Regions from separate parts of the Zea mays genome. Here region 1 is linked to region 2. The links are chromatin contacts, called in public Hi-C maps. All regions are on one chromosome and are shown on one strand. Each heading gives the region's core, a stretch centred on a gene start, on an enhancer-like site or on the middle of the called end of the contact. The rest is flanking DNA. Distances are from core to core; before and after follow the strand shown.

What was found. A called contact is a pair of places that touch in the nucleus more often than the background predicts.
Region 1: a Hi-C map of ear shows a contact between it and region 2, with 2.1 times the contacts expected there. The contact joins the promoter of LOC103653328 here to the enhancer-like site in region 2. A contact is called at or near these places in 5 of 25 Hi-C or Micro-C datasets (bundle sheath, ear, endosperm and 2 more).

Annotation. Positions count from the first base shown.
Region 1 is chr4:65,326,441-65,331,748 of Zm-B73-REFERENCE-NAM-5.0, forward strand. It overlaps LOC103653328 (1-phosphatidylinositol-3-phosphate 5-kinase FAB1B), which reads left to right and starts at 2,197. Exons shown (of 11, transcript XM_008680260.3): 1 at 2,197-3,302; 2 at 4,575-5,273. The coding sequence starts at 2,659.
Region 2 is chr4:65,014,611-65,020,083 of Zm-B73-REFERENCE-NAM-5.0, forward strand. No RefSeq gene overlaps it. Among protein-coding and RNA genes, the nearest start is that of LOC103653322, 2.9 kb to the left of the region's middle. Within about 2 kb of position 3,586, at least 7 of the 20 cell types and tissues checked have an H3K27ac peak or open chromatin away from gene starts, as enhancers often do. A contact at or near this core is called in ear, where this site is marked.

The DNA of each region.
Region 1 (5,308 bases), core at 947-3,446, 310 kb after region 2:
AAAGGATGGGTCAACATTGAGCGAATGTTCAATAACATCTCTGTTGACTCCACAAAGATCATTGGCTGACCATGCAAAAACATCTTTGTTGTTGAACAGAAACCTTATCAAGGTTTTCTCCTGTTCTTCAGACAGTTGGGATCCCAATAACACTTTCTGCTCTGCTATGTCCTCACATAAAAGCATGGGCTTCGGCTGATCGGCCGAAGCAGCTTTCTCCCTTCTAAACTTGTACTGCTCACAAGCTTCAGCTCCATCTATGTTATGGATTGCCTTTGAGTCTGTCCAGTTTCCTTCGTCCCTTCTGGCAGCTTCCTGACTTCCATGAATGGCAATAGATCCTTGGTCCGAAGGTATCTTCATGCAAAGATATGTTGGATGAAGAATTGCTTCGAAGGCATTGAGAGTACCACGACCAATGATTGCATTGTAAGGGTATTCCATGTCAACAATGTCGAACACAACTTGTTCAGTCCTTGTGTTGTTAATGAATCCGAGGGTTACTGGCATTGTGATTTTTCCAAGTGCTACAATCTGCCTTCCTCCGAAGCCACAAAGGGGATGTGTGGCATCATGGATCTTGTCTTCGGGCTCTTGCATCTGTCTGAAGGCCTTAGAAAATATGATATCAGCTGCTGCCTGTATCAACCAAAACATTATGAACCAGAAATCCTTTGATCACACAAGAGATAACCATAGCATCGTTGTGTGGGTAATCCTTGAGCTGAAGATCCTCTTAAGAGAAGGTAATTGGAATGTGAGACCATCTTGACTTGATGAAGGGTCATTGTACCCCTACATGTTGTACTCTTCTCTGTGCCTCCTTCTTCTGTTTCTTGTTAGCCGGCTCTGAACATGAACCGCCTGTTATCGGGAGAATCAGCTTCGGAGCCGAAGCAGTTCCAGCTTGGTTCTTGAACAAAGCCATTGATTCAGGAAAGTGGAAGTGAGTTCACCGGAGGTGAGCGCCAATGTTGGGGACTTGTTCTCGAATGCTATGAATTAAGAACAAGGCAACATAAAATGTTAAATATCAATGCCCTTCGTCCGCTGAAGCATTATCTCCCCAAGGATTTAATGAACTTCGGACGAAGACCACGAGCGCCTTCGTAATTAAATTTACAAAAATAATACAAGGTAATATAAAATGTGAAACATTAAAAATAAATACATCGGAAATAAATGACATCATTTATATATCTTATTATATGAATCTAAGATGTTTGAACATAATATTTAGGTACATTTATACCTTTGCCTTGATAAACAATAATTCCCGAGTGATGCGTTTGCAATTACAGGAATGCGTGAACAGTAAAGGAATACTGTTCACTATTTATAGGCACAGGACACAACCTGTCAGGAATTACAATCATGCCCCTCATAAAAGTTTACAACGTTGACTCAGACCCTTATAGACTAAAAGGTCATTCTATCTTTAAGTTGGTTCGACCCTTCATCTTCGAATATGCTGTAATACTGAAGCTTCATGAATGGTACCTTTGGCATCACGTACAAGCAGCTTCAGCCGAAGCTGTTTCTTTCCGCAGGACCTTCGGCGACGAAGCATGGTCCCAACAATAATAATATAAGAACATGTAAAATATGGAACAACGCCCGCGCAGAAATAACTGGAGTCCGCAGTCTTGGCGTGGCAACAAAAATAATAACAACACTGTCGTCACTGAGCATCTTCAACAAAAGGTTCTATATAAATACATTATAATTTAAAAATAAATATATTTTATATTTTTAAGACACCAATAAAATATTCTACTATAATAGTAAAGCTCTAATTCTAAATTATAGGGTAGCCCACTAAGGTATAGTATATTTGATACACTTGAGAGGGTGTCCTATAAGTTTTGATAAAATTTTAGAAAATAAGACACCATTGAAGTAGTGTTTACTGTAGAGCCCTATATTTTAATTTGAAGCACTAGTTTGAGGTATTGTTGGAGATGCTCTTACAGTGCAAATGTGTCCTATAATATTATTTTTCTTTGAGTTAATTCATTTATTAATTATTATGCCCCAAAGGAAATTCACGATATAGCGTGGAATGAAACCAAATAAAAACAAAGGATAGTGAAACTCGAAAAGTCGAAATAGGTAGAGCCGGTGGCGCACAAAAAAGCAACTAAAAGCAGAAGGAATAAAATGAAAACATGTAAATCCAAATCAAGATAAAGTTTCGAAAAAAATGGAAAACGCGTCAGTTATCAATCTCCTCTCTCCCTTTCTATCTCCGTCCCCGTGAACCCGCACCCTCCAGCCTCCCGTGCTCCACTGGCGCCCTTCTGGAACCCTCAGCCCTCCTAATCTCAGCCGAAGTTATTAACCTCTTTTTTTCTTATATAGGCCAAATTAGTTCCCCTCCCGCGATTCCAAGGCTTTGCTCTTCGATCTCAGCCGCGCCGTGTTCTTCGCGGCGAGTTCGGAGCGTTGGTGCCCAATCCGTCGAGGTTGTGAGTTGCTTCCGCTGCTGCTACTGCCGCCGCCACCGCTGGTGTTAGTGATCTGATCTGGTGGGCGGATTGCGGCGCGGAGGTGGAATTGTTTTGGCTCTGGGGAAAGCTAGCTATGCGGATTGAGGCGTCGCCGGATTGAGCATGAGGGGCGGGGCTGCTGGCGGTGGCGGTGGTAAGCGTGGCGCGGATGATGGGATCGCCGGATGGGCGGCTCGTGGAGTTGTTCGGTGCGGTGAAGTCGTGGATGCCGCGGCGGGGCGACCACTCTCCGCCGCCCGCGTTGCAGTCGGACGCGGCGGCTGGGCAGCCGCTGCCGCATGACTTGTCGAGGGACTTCTGGATGCCGGACCAGAGCTGCCGCGTGTGTTACGACTGCGACGCGCAGTTCACCATTCTGAATCGGCGCCACCATTGCCGGCACTGCGGCCGTGTGTTCTGCGCCCGGTGCACGGCTAACTCTGTGCCCCGCTCGCCGGGGGACGCCGCGAGGGAGGACGGCGAGAGGATTAGGGTCTGCAATTACTGCTTTAAGCGCTGGATGGAGGAGGAACCCGCAGCGCGGGGGGCCGCTGCAGGGCAACAGCCGTCTAGCCCGTCTCTGTCTGCCGCTAGTGTTTGCAGTGACAAGTCCAGCTTCACTGGGACGAATGGGCAAATGTCGTCTTATGCGAATATTAGCTACTCCGAATTTCCGGTCCATGGAGAGGGCAACTGCGGCGAGGATGACGGCTATCGTGAGGAGCAGCAGCCTGCTATGGACCCCGCTCCAACCATGGAGCCTGCAGCTTACGCTGATAACTCGTCTGATCGATTCAACTTTTGCTTGCAGAGGTAAGGCTTTTCCATGATTCGTGCTTTGTCATTTAAGAAATTGGAACCTAATTTGTCTCAGTTCTATTGATAAGAAATGTTACTTTTTAATATAAGTTTACACAAGCATTGATTGACTGATTAGGAGCTTGGATCCCTGCTTGTGAGATGCTGTTGCATGTTATATATGTCTTGGGGGTAGAGGTGTAGGACAATGTTTAATTACTAGTTGAGCCATAATATTTTCTTTGTGGATTCTTTAACATAGAAATATCTGTTTTTGAACCCTTTGGATATTCTTTTGCATCAGGTTCATCTCTACCCTCAGCGACTATTAGCTAAAATTTTAAGTACATAACTGTTATTTGTACCAGCATATATGCTTTCTGGTTTCTGAGTTCTGTCATGTGCTCCTAGGCCAGCATGTATCAGGAGACTTGTTGAGCCACAAGATTTTTTTTCTGTGGATGCTTGGACATAGCAAGTCCTGGTATTTGCAGCTTTTGGATATGTTGTTTCGAAAGTGCTTGTCCACTTTGGTATTGGTATCAGGGCCTTTTAAGTACATTACCTCAAACTTTAGGATTCTACCATTATTTGGAGCTGCACTAACTCCTAGGGCCCAATCTCAAGTTTCTTTTAGAATTTGGGGGCCTAGCCCCTGCCTTAGATTAACCAAGATCATATCAGTTACAACATGCAGAGAATATCAGAAACAAAAATTCCCACAGACAAAGGAACATCAAGCACCCACAGAAACAGAAAAGGCAAAAAACACACCTTCCAATCCGCCTTGAGTTGAACTAGACTCAACTGCTTCCCTCGTTCCAAAGCTTTCTCCATATTGGAACAGTTCACCAGCATGTCCTCCACTTCAATTGGAACCAGACACCTGCTGCCTAGTCCTGCTCCCTAGTCATGAGCAAACTTGTACAAAAAACACTCCTTCTCTTTATTCACTTGATTCATCCACCGATCCACGCAGTCTGTGAGGTGTTGATGTTAAGAGCTTTACATTGTCCTTATCAGGTATCCACTCCTTCAAATGAAATATACTCAGTTTGGTTCATCATATCTATTGTGTGTTTACTTCATTTTGCCAAGGAATGTGCCTATTCTTTGGAAGAACAGTGATTTAGCTAAATTCATGGCGTTACATTGCAATGAGAATTTCATTTCTTGCATTATCTGATTTATCCCTAATAGCTCTAATGAATGGTAATATAGATCATAGGAATTTATTTGAATCCCAAGTTGCATTTGTGTTGTTAAATAACATTTACTTTGTGTTAGGAGTGACGACGAAGATGATGATTACACAGTTTTCCGTTCAGATTTGGAAGAGCAGCACATGCAAAATTCTGATAAATATTATGGACCTATGTATTTTGATGGACATCATGTTAGCTGTAGTGATGACGCAAAAGAATCTACATCCCCAAGGAAAAAATTGACAACCCTAGTTGATTCTTTGGGAGCAGATAAGAATGAAGATCATAACGTTGATGAGTGCTGTAATGCTCGGTCTTCTTCCATGTATAGCATGGAAGTGCTAGATAATGAGCCCGTAGACTTTGAAAACAATAGCTTACTTTGGGTAGCTCCAGAACCCGAGGACGGAGAGGATGATCACGATGGTGAACATGATGATGATGAGGGGGTGGATGCTACAGGAGAGTGGGGATATCTACGCACAAACAGCTTTGGCAGTGGGCACTGTCGAAGTAGAGATAAGTCAGCTGAGGAACACAAGAAAGCCATGAAAGACATAGTTGATGGCCACTTTCGGGCGTTAGTTTCTCAACTTCTTCAGGCTGAAAAGGTACCATTAGTTGATGGGAGTGGCAAAGAAAGTTGGCTAGATATAGTTACTTCTCTGTCTTGGGAAGCTGCATCTCTTTTGAAGCCAGATACCACCAGCAAAGGCGGTCAGATGGACCCTGGTGGCTATGTTAAGGTGAAATGCTTAGCTTGTGGTCACCCAAGTGAAAGGTAAACAAATCTATTTTCCAATTTCCATGCATCAC
Region 2 (5,473 bases), core at 2,336-4,835:
GAAGGTGAGATTTTGGGGGAGGAGTGAGGCGAGATTGGAGACGCATGAGCTGGTGAGAGAAAAAACACCTCCTAGAAACATCCACACACACGGCGCAGGGGTGAGATTGCCACCATTGGTGAACGATCGGACGACTGAGAATATTTTTGCCGACGTGGACGCACGTGGAAGCGGCGATCCTTCCTGCTTTAATAATAAGGAAATATGGCCATGGCTTGTACATTTTTCTTGGTCGTCGTCTCTGTATGTATATTTTCTTTGTTCAGGTATTATTCATATTGCCTAAACCCGATAGAAAAAAAAATATATAGCTACTGACAGAGAATGAGTTTCCCTGCTAGGGAAAAAATATTGCTATAGGATTCATTTCCCTGCTGCGTGGGCATCCAACGACACATGAAAACAAGTGTTTTCTTGTTGTCACTGTGTACCGGCATGGAAATGCATTTTACTGTTGCTGCTGCCATTAACTATGTACACGTGGCAGCGACATCAAAATTCTATGTACACGGTGTTATTCAGTGATTCATTTGTGATCGCAGCAATCAAATTACCACCACTAACTAACTTCATCACCATCCACGCGCTACAGAAAAGGTATCCACTTGTGGCATCAACAGCCATATAAATTAAGATGTCACACTATTATTGATGGTAAAAAAAACATACTTTCATATACTGATCAAATTACTGTCAACAATCTTAAAATGTATTAAAAAATTATTTAGAGTCTGTTATCTGTAAAAAACTTTTTGTGCCACGAATCCGGCTATGACCTGGATCGGAGACGCGGTAGGAGCGGCCACCGGAGACCAGAGTAGTGCATGCAGCATCAGCCATCAGGCGTGGAGATAATAATGCGGGAAACGGAGAGCGACGCGTGCGTGGGGCCGGGCGGCGTCCTTCAGGTGCGTGGGCCGCGGGCGACGTGTTCGTGTGCGGGCGTGTGGCCTGCGGATAAAGATGCCGGAAAGGTAGCAGCACGCCAGCACCAGGCACCAGCACGTACTGCTGCACTGGACCATGCTGCGCGAGGAAGACGCGACGCCGTGCTAGTGGCGCAGCCGTGTTACTTGGCGTTTGGCAGAGCTGTTTGCCAAACGGTTTTTCCTCGCAGCTAGAATCACTCCCGTAAGTTCAAACGCTAAAAATTTAAACTGTTCTATGGTGAAAGTGTAGTGAGAGCCAAAAAAAAATATATGCTTCCCACCGCTTGGTTTTCGTAAAATAGATTCACTTCAGAATCACTCTATTAGAGAATCGGCTCTCGAATATAAAGTATCATCGAGTGTAGCTCTGCCAAACAAGCTCATTTGCATGGCAGCATTTGTAGTACCGTAGTACGCTAGTACTTGTGGAGGAGTTGCTTGGGACGAGACCAAATATTCTTTAGCCACTCGTCGATGTCCATTGCAATGGAGATGGTCCTTCGGCATCCAGAGTTGGGACCAAAACCGACGAGACGAGACGTACCGCGGCTGATCGAACGATTCGAATAATCTCCGTACAGCACGAATAGAAACATCCTTGTCAGCTCTGTTCCGATTCACGTTCAGGTCTCAACGAACCGGCAGATGTTTGGAGGCAACGCACCAAAATTCACGATCCTGCCATCGTGCCGGTGGTCCTCTTCCAGCATGTGCATTACACACAGCACGGGTCTGTTGCTGTTACTGTTACTGTTACTACTGCTATTATTATTATCGTTATTATTTTGGGGTGGGGCGAGATTAACACACAGCACGGATAACCAGCCACGGGAAGTACAGGGCTGTCATGTGCTATAAGGTACTATTCAGCCCACATTTGTTAACGCCCACTATAAAGATTAGATACAAAGTCCGGCCCGATATGCTAAACCCTTGCCGTCTCCCGCCACATGATGACTCATCACTAGGCCTGCAGAAAAAACGAAGCAGCTCAACTTTTAGAATGGGCTTGAGCTGAGTCTGATTTTGTGACTCGAAAAAAACCTCGGTTTGTCGTTCGTTCGTTGTGACTCATGAGTCGGTTCGTGGGTTCATCCAATAATAATTTATTACGTAATATCTTAATTAGCATGTTGTATTAGTACTAAATAGACAATTTATGTTAACATAGATTACTGTATAAAATTACCGTATTAATTTAGAATATGATATTTAAATTATTATTTGAGATTTTATATTATGACCCGGAGGACGGGTTCACACTTATATAGTCAAGCTTGTTGACTCGACGGACCGGTAGCGAATCGAGCTAAACTAATTTTTAAGGAAGCGAGCCGAGCTCGGCTCCGCAACGAGCCGAGTCGAGGGTTTCGACCCATACCTATGGTGATGACGATGGATACAACAGACAATAACCTACTGTGCCAACCTAACTTCTCACACCTGCCTAGTTAATATGGGATCAGCACCATAATTATTCTCATCTCTATATTCAAACTCTCCTCTACGAACTATGCATTATACAGTGTAAAACAGTGCGAAACAATATTTTAGGTGACCATGTAGACGAACTGCCATAGACTGTCTTATATATTACTACTTCCTTCTCCTGCAGGCCTGTGCCTGGGGCAGGGCAAGCGGGCCAACCGACCTGGACCCCAGATCCCAGGGGCCCCACCCCATATACAGCTGTAGGCTGGCGCCAAACTCAGGAACATGGAGGCACATAAACAACACACGCGAGACGGCGGACGGACACAGTGTAAATACATATACGCGCTAGGGAGTACATATTCACAACGCAGGGCAACAGGATCAGCCAGTCAGGGAACAACGAATCAGCCCTCAGACCTCAGCCGATCAGGCTACCATTGTCAGGCAAGGCTATAGTTTTTAATTGCTTTAGCAAGTAATTATGCTTAACAAATTACACGAATTAATTTATTCTATTGATTCCTTGTAGATTGTCATTGATATTATGCCTTCTAAGAAGTATGCTAGCAACTTTATGTATTGAGAAGAATTTGTTAGATGATATTAATATTAAAGCTATCATTGATGATTTTGCATCAAGAAATGTTAGAAGACATTTTTAAGATGATCTATAATATATTTGAGGTAATGATCTGACTTCTTTTTTAGCGCTCATTTTTTGATACATTGAATTATAAGTTCCAAATATATAATAGTAAAAATAATACTTATAATATTGGGGCCTTATCAGGAACGACCCTGTTCTCGGCGTAAAAATTGCAAAGGCCCTCAAACAAACAGAGACAGACCCCGCGGATGATGGCGTTCCACCTCCTCTTGAACATCAGACGTCAAACCCCAAGTTCAGTTCGTATTATCAAGTATATCAATCCTACAGAAAACTCGTTATCCATCACAGCTTGAGGAAAACCAACTCCTTGATAGCCGGAATGGCCCCAATCTTCTCCAGCGTCTCCTTGTCGGGCTCTACGTCAGCGGCGGTCGCCGATGGCCATGATCTATCGCCTGCTTGCCACGGAACGTCCAGCCCACGCTCATGAAGCTACACACTCTAACCGAGCATGCTAGCGACCTTTGCCGATCATCCTGGGCTGGTCCATATCCACCGTACATCTGCCGGCCGCTCAGAGTCAGGTTGCCCTCCAGGCTGACGTCCACCACCACCACATAGGGTCCCGAGAGGGTGAGGTGTGCGGCACCCCGTACTTGTCACAGCTGCAGCCTCCGATCAAGCCCAGGGCAAGCCCCCATATCCGATATTGAATAAATCCTTGCGCTGCTTCCAACGTGTGATGTCGTTTGGTTCGATTAATGACCGCGCGTCAATGCGCAGGCTGGCGTCGTTCTGTCCAGCCAGATACGATAATTTTAAACGTATAAGTGGATGTAGTTTAATAGTATCAAAATGACTTATTTTACATCTATTTATGCAGGTTTTAACTCCTCAACCAAACATAAATTCAAATAAAATCTTAGATGGTGCGTGCGGGTAACCAATTAGGTCATTAGAGTTTCAGGTTCAGTTTTTCTAGTGTCCAGTCAACCCACATGTGAGCTGATTCAATTCTTCAGTGATGCGTTCATGTGGGAGTAGTAATGGGGGGTTAGTTACCGGTCTTAGCGTAGACGTGGGGATGGACGCGTCAATCACGCGCTAAGGCAGCCGGCCTTATTGTAGTCAGTCTGAACTTTTCTTAATATAGTCAATAGACAGAAAACGCTGCAAGTGTTCAGCAGCACCAAAATTCTCCTGTCGGTGTCCAGTGTGTGTGATCGTGTGTGTATCCAGCGTCCAGATTGTTCTCCAGCTCGCCGATCCTTGTTGCCGGTGTACATCGCCAGGACGAAGGGCAACATCCGAGGCGTCAAGTCACTAATGGACAACGCATGGGACAGAACCCGCCCCTTATCACACTCTATCACATTTTCTATTTCAAACTTCGTTTTACAAACAATACAATTTACAGTACTTTGCACGGCCGTTTACATGGCCTCCTGGAGATGGCATAAGACCGAGGCCTTCCTCTTCTTTAAGCACCCCATCATGTCCACGACCACATAAATGGGATCCGAAGATTTACCTTTAGGATTCTTGGCAGCTAAAATAATACCTAAAATGTTATACAAGTGCGGGTACACTTGAAAAAACCTCGCCCCTCGAGCTAGCGCAACATCTTTGCTCCCAAAAGCCGGAGCACATCCCTAACAACCTACTGTTTAGCGCTCCCAGAACCAACTTTTATAGGAACTAGATCCTTCCCTAACCTACCATTTTCACCTCCTCTGCGAAGTCGGAGCCATCACCACCTTAAATGCCATGCAGTGAGCCAGACCCGAAGCACAGGTCTCCAACAGCTCTGCGGCGAATAGCACCTGCACATCAATATTGTCTTCACTCTCACTTGGGACGTCGACGTGCATGTGGGATTGTACTTGAGCCCATTTGGCCTTTGGCATACTCTTCGACGTTTTCCCCTCTTCGGGCGAACCTTGTGCACGTCATAACTCAGCCCAAGTATGCTGAAAACCCGATTGACCCCAACTTTATTCTTTCGGATCTCCAAACTCCTCTCTAGCTCCTGCTCCGTCACAGGCCCAACCAATTTTCAGCCTCCTCGATCTCCTTCATAATAACCCCACCTGACCGGCCACACAAATCAACCGCGAAGGGTGGACTAAGTAGCTGCCTTGCAAACCCAGGAAAACTGTTGTGCTCCACCAGGCCAACTGACCAGATGTGCCCCAACGGCCACACTCTACATGCCATGTACTCTTCGACAAGGTCTTGATCACTACTAGCGATAGGTGTGACCAAAAATCTTGTCATCTTGGCCCCCCTCTGCAACATCAAAGCGAGGAAAGGCTTCATAGTCGAAGGGAGACATCGAGTTAGGACACGGCTAGCCCTCGACATCCAAGCACCAGACATAGAACCAATTGTCTGTCTACCCGCCCCATCGATTTTTTGTGCAAGGGTCCAATTCAGTCACCTTGCCCTTCGTCTTCCTAGTCTTAGGCATGAACGTGCAACTCCCAAACTGACTAACACG